Linked DNA regions of Zea mays: region 2 is linked to region 1. Evidence: chromatin contacts called from public Hi-C data. All regions are on one chromosome and are shown on one strand. The core of a region is the stretch at or near the end of the contact, and the rest is flanking DNA. Distances in the headings are between cores, read along the strand shown.

Region 1 (2,700 bases), core at 3-2,502:
CTCTTTCGTATAAAGGGCGTGTTTGGTGTGTGGCGTGTGGCGCCACTCCACACCTAAGTTGCGGCGGCCGAATCGGCCTCCACAACTGTGACGTGAAAAGTGTGGTCGGTGGCAGCGGCTTAGGCCAACTACCAAACACGCCCAAAGGCTTCTACTTCTAGTTATCAGGACTAAACACAACACACATATTTAGACGTCGGATATTATGATACCCAACAAACTAAACAAATATAAGAGCTCACCTATTTTTACTATGAGTACATCTCTAGTAGCTTATTCATCCTTATCTTTATATTCAAACTATACTCTATGAAAATACAGTCTACAGTGCAAAATAATGTTTTAGGTGACCATATAAATATATGGCTGAAACGGTTCTTATAGCATGAGTCCTGATCATCCGACACCAAAAAAATCATATATTTTTTATAACTTTTTAATTATTTAACAAAAATAAACATGAATAAATCTACTCCAGTCATATGTTATATGATTAACATAAAAATTGTACTATATATCAAGCATAAATGATTAGATCATTATAAAAATTATCACAATTGAACCACACAAAATATAGCTATGAATTAATCATAGAAATATATATATTTAGAAGCTATAGCAAAAACTTTATACTTAAATATAACCTATCATATGTTTAGTGTGTATACACCATGTAGAATCTAATAAATTTAGATTTTTATTTTATCATTTTCTATGGTATATTATAAATTTTTAAAAGATTTAGTCAAAATAAATATAAATATAAAAACACTTAGAAAAACCATATGTTCGGTTTTAGGAGATGATAGAGAAGTTGAGCGAGATTTTTTCCCAAATATAGTTGATCGGGTGTAAAATAGATTTTCTTTCTTTATTCTTAGTTCTTAAAGTATCTCCAAAAGACTATTTTTGGCTCTATATTTGACCATATATTTAATTTTTATAAAGATTACATTTTATATATAGCATCTTACTCCAACAGACTATCGATTTAATTTAGATATTCAGGTGACTAGCCAAATTTGATTAATAAGAAAGCTAATTTAGAGATTCAAATAGTTTGACGAGTTAGATAGTTAATCTGTTAGAAAGTTGTTTTAATATTTAGTAGTCAAAATTTAGCTTAATTGATTATTTAGCTAGTTTTTTGAAGATGCTATTAGTACTTGTGATTTGCAAAGGTGCCGCGTGGACCCGACCTGCCATTTTATAGCAACTTCAGTGAGTAAGCTTTCGCTAAAACCCTAGCTCCAAAAAACGAACTAGAAACGACCGCGAAGCCACAGGTCGAAGGCGGCGGCGGCGATGGGGAGCGACACGGAGACGGAGAAGAAGGCCTCGGTGGCGCTGATGTCCATCGCGAAACCCCTCGCTGGAAAGAAGCTCTGCAAGCGGACCCTCAAGCTCGTGCGACGAGGTTCGTCAGACTTTCTTCCTCGCCCACGCTCAATTAGATTCCGTGTTTGCCCCATTCGGTGATGTGATTTAGTTCTTGGTGAATTTGCAGCCTCCGAGGCGAAGTGCCTCAAGCGCGGAGTCAAAGAGGTAGTCAAGAGCATTCGCCGCGGGAACAAAGGGTAAGTCAAATCTAGCTGCGACGTATTCAGCTCTTCTCTTGGGCTGAGCTCCCTTGATCCCATAAACTGTCTAACCGAAGAAAAATATCTGGAGACATTCCTTCCAGCTACCCCTGATACGAAGGCTTACAGTACAACCATTATGTCATAATTTGGACTAAATAAAAATATGACCTAGAGCAGGAATGAGATAAGTCATGATGTAGGATAGCAATATGCAAGGAGACAACTATATCATACATGGTCCAGTGAGCCTAACCTATTTAGAAGAATGTGATGCCCATTGATCACGCAGTGGTGCATATTTATATTTTAAATCCTTTCTACTGGGTATCCCCTCTCCTCCATAGCTTTGATGTGTCGACTTCTTTTATGGGAGATTGGTACCCCCCCCCTCTCTCTCTTCTCTGGTGGGTGGAGGCAATCGGCAGACATGAACAGGTGCATGTGGCCAAGGAAACCGGTCAAAGCAGTTAGACTACTGAGATTTTAATGGCACTTAGAGCATCTCCAACGGCTCTTGATTTATTAGCTCCTAATACCTTCAGATTGGAAGCTTCCTAACAACATTTAGATCCAAATAAAAACCATTCTCCAACGGATTCCTATATATCTCCCAAAAAACATTGTAACTACTCCTGCCCGCACCGCATCTGTTCTCTTTCCTTCCGTCATCTCCTTTTTGCTCTGTCCGTCAGCGAGAGTATGAAAAAGTTTTATCTTAGATTGCGAAACTACCTCAGCGAGACCCAACGAAAACAAGATTTCCCAAATGAATGCCTCCAAAACATTGCAAGAAAGGGGAAAAAAGGAGAGCGCAAGGTGCAACTGCTCTTTGACCCAGTGCTTTTCATTCTTGTTCCTGTTCCTTCACGTCTAATTCCCCCATGGAACACTGGTTGGGGAGGACTCTGCTGCAAGTGAAGGATGATCTGACGTCTACAGAAACACAGGTCATGGATTGGTGACAGGAATAAATGCAAGAACGAAATGATCCCAGAACGCGACGGAGGCGGTGAGAGGTGCACAGCGCGGTGTGCGAGGATGGCATCTGGCCGGGGCTGAAGAGCCTCTGCAGGTTCCACCGCTGCTTGATGACGGAGGTTAATGGGGCCTTGGCGGC
Region 2 (2,700 bases), core at 52-2,551, 310 kb before region 1:
GATGGATTGCCCAAGTCTGTCAGTCTGTCCGCGCATAAGCTCTACCTCTACGAGATTTTGGCCTTGCATACGCGGCCTGTCTTTCGGATTTGCTTTGCGCCTTGTCGAATTTTATTTGGCCGTATAGACCGATCAGTGTGGGCACGGTTCATTGTAGCTGGACTGCCTCCGCCCGCCCTCCACTGTGAGTTCCGGCTTTGTTTTTCACGTGAGCTCGCCATGAAAGGCTGTGGAACGATCTGTGCTGCTTACTCCACGCAGTACAGTACTTATGGCGACATCCGTCGTAATCGTCGAACCGGATTCGTCTTACTCATACGCTTCAGGATTCAAGAGCCACGAAAGCAAGAGTCGTCGTCGTGGATAAAGTAAATTACCTGACAATTCTTTTTTTTCCCTTGTTCGCACGTGGTGCAAGCTAAACTTTGCCCACCAATGTATGTTTTTATATATTTATCCTGAACAATTGGTTGCGACCGGGATTTAAAATGTTTTTATTCAACTCTACAGTTGAATGCTCGTGCATTAGACGACGGGCGGGCCCATGAGCTACGTCACCGACGAATACAACCAGATATCGAAAATAGCGAAAGGGGGAAAAGAATCCACGCTTGAGAACGAACTGCATGCGCGCGAAGTGAAACATTCGGCTGTACGTTCGTAGTGGAAAATAAAACTGGGCCAGAGCAATACCTGAAGATTTGGATGACAGATTTGAAACACGCTGGGGGGATATTTTTAGGGGTTGCTTGGTTTCTAGTGACTAATTTTTAGTCTTTCTATTTTATTCTCTAAATTACCAAATTCGGAAACTAAAACCCCCCTTAATTGGACTTTCTAGCCTACTTTAGCTTCCAATGTTTGCGTTCTAAAATTATCCCGCCCACCTTGTGGATTTGATAGGCAGAGCTCCTGCCGTTTTCGTTCAAAAAAAAATCCAATCATTTGTTTTTTTAGTATCATAAATATCAATCGCTTTTTTGTGAAAGACAAATACAAAAGCTTAATAGTCTTACAAATGTCTTTAAATCAATAAACCAAAAAAATTGTCTTAAAAAATTTTATGCAGTACATTTGTCTTTGTGGCGGCGATGGTCACCTACACGCTTGTGCTCCCATAACTGTCTAGTACTACTGATAGAGCACAACACTGTCATGCATTCCCATTCCTTTATTTATCTGGACGTGCGCCGTCAGCAAGATGGCAACTACTCCGGCGCTGTCACGCGACCCTGCTTCCCGTCCCGAGCTCGACGCTGGCCTGATATATAGCATTGGAGTTTGTTGGACCTTTGGTGGCTAGTCCCGTCCAAAAGAATCGCAACTCGCAAGGCAGCAGAGAGCGAAGGAGGCCAAGGCCATCGCTCTCCTAGCCTCGGAGACTTGCCTTTGCATACACATCCCCCCGGAGGGCGGTGTGAGGGCATGGCTGCAACCGTGAGGAGGGCTGCTTCCTCCGTCCTCTCTCGCTTCCTCCTCACAAAGCCTTCGCCTTCGCCTGCTTCTGCCGCCGGCAATAAGTCCGCTCTCCTCGGAGCAGGTGACGGTCTCTATGGACCCTATTATTTTCTTGGTTCATCTCTGCCCGTGATCGCAATCGAGCTCTGGTACTGGAACTGCAAGGGATGTCTTGGCTTGGCTTGGCTTACCATTTTCCTGTTGCCGTTTCAATCACCTTATCTCCGATAGATCACGCGCCTACCATGCGCCAACGAACTAGTTTGAAGCTACTAAGAAATTGTTCCGTCAGTCCATGGATTCTCCTTTCATCAGCGATTTGTGATTCACGCTCTCGCTGAAACTTTTGGCTCGACTCACTGGACGCGATCTGCTGCCAGGGGCTGCTGCTCTTCACAGGTTCAGCACCGCACCGGCATCCGCGGCCGCGGCCGCAGAGGAGCCGATCCAGCCCGCGGTGGAGGTGAAGCACACCCAGCTCCTCATCAATGGCAACTTCGTCGACGCTGCTTCTGGTACGTACGTACGTACGCACGCACAGCAAGCTTATTGCCTTGGGCCTGTCCTGCCGACGGCGTCTCAGCGACCGACGTGTGCCTTTCGCCAGGGAAGACGTTCCCGACGCTGGACCCGCGCACCGGCGAGGTCATCGCGCGCGTCGCCGAGGGCGACAGCGAGGACATCGACCGCGCCGTGGCCGCCGCCCGCAGGGCCTTCGACGAGGGCCCGTGGCCGAGGATGACCGCCTACGTACGTACGCGCGCAGCAGCAGAACCCGGCGCTGCCTCCATTCCATGTCGGTAGGGAGCTACACGCTGACGGACGGCAGCTCACGCATGGTTTTCAGGAGCGGTGCCGCGTGCTGCTGCGCTTCGCGGACCTGATCGAGCGGCACGCGGAGGAGGTCGCGGCGCTGGAGACGTGGGACAACGGCAAGACGCTGGCGCAGGCGGCGGGGGCCGAGGTGCCCATGGTGGCGCGGTGCGTCCGGTACTACGCCGGGTGGGCGGACAAGATCCACGGCCTGGTGGCGCCGGCCGACGGCGCGCACCACGTGCAGGTGCTGCACGAGCCGGTCGGCGTGGCCGGCCAGATCATCCCCTGGAACTTCCCGCTGCTCATGTTCGCCTGGAAGGTCGGCCCGGCGCTCGCCTGCGGCAACACCGTCGTCCTCAAGACCGCCGAGCAGACGCCGCTCTCCGCGCTCTACGTGGCCAACCTCCTCCACGAGGTCGGCTAGCG

Evidence for each region. A called contact is a pair of places that touch in the nucleus more often than the background predicts.
Region 2: a contact with region 1 is called in a Hi-C map of leaf, with 3 times the contacts expected there. The contact joins the promoter of LOC542567 here to the promoter of LOC100383935 in region 1. A contact is called at or near these places in 2 of 25 Hi-C or Micro-C datasets (leaf and tassel).

Annotation. Positions count from the first base shown.
Region 1 is chr4:170,746,445-170,749,144 of Zm-B73-REFERENCE-NAM-5.0, reverse strand. LOC100383935 reads left to right here and starts at 1,252. Exons shown (of 4, transcript NM_001176554.1): 1 at 1,252-1,417; 2 at 1,508-1,577. The coding sequence starts at 1,306.
Region 2 is chr4:171,054,042-171,056,741 of Zm-B73-REFERENCE-NAM-5.0, reverse strand. It overlaps LOC542567 (aldehyde dehydrogenase 2), which reads left to right and starts at 1,301. Exons shown (of 9, transcript NM_001112106.2): 1 at 1,301-1,540; 2 at 1,839-1,973; 3 at 2,066-2,208; 4 at 2,306-2,689. The coding sequence starts at 1,426.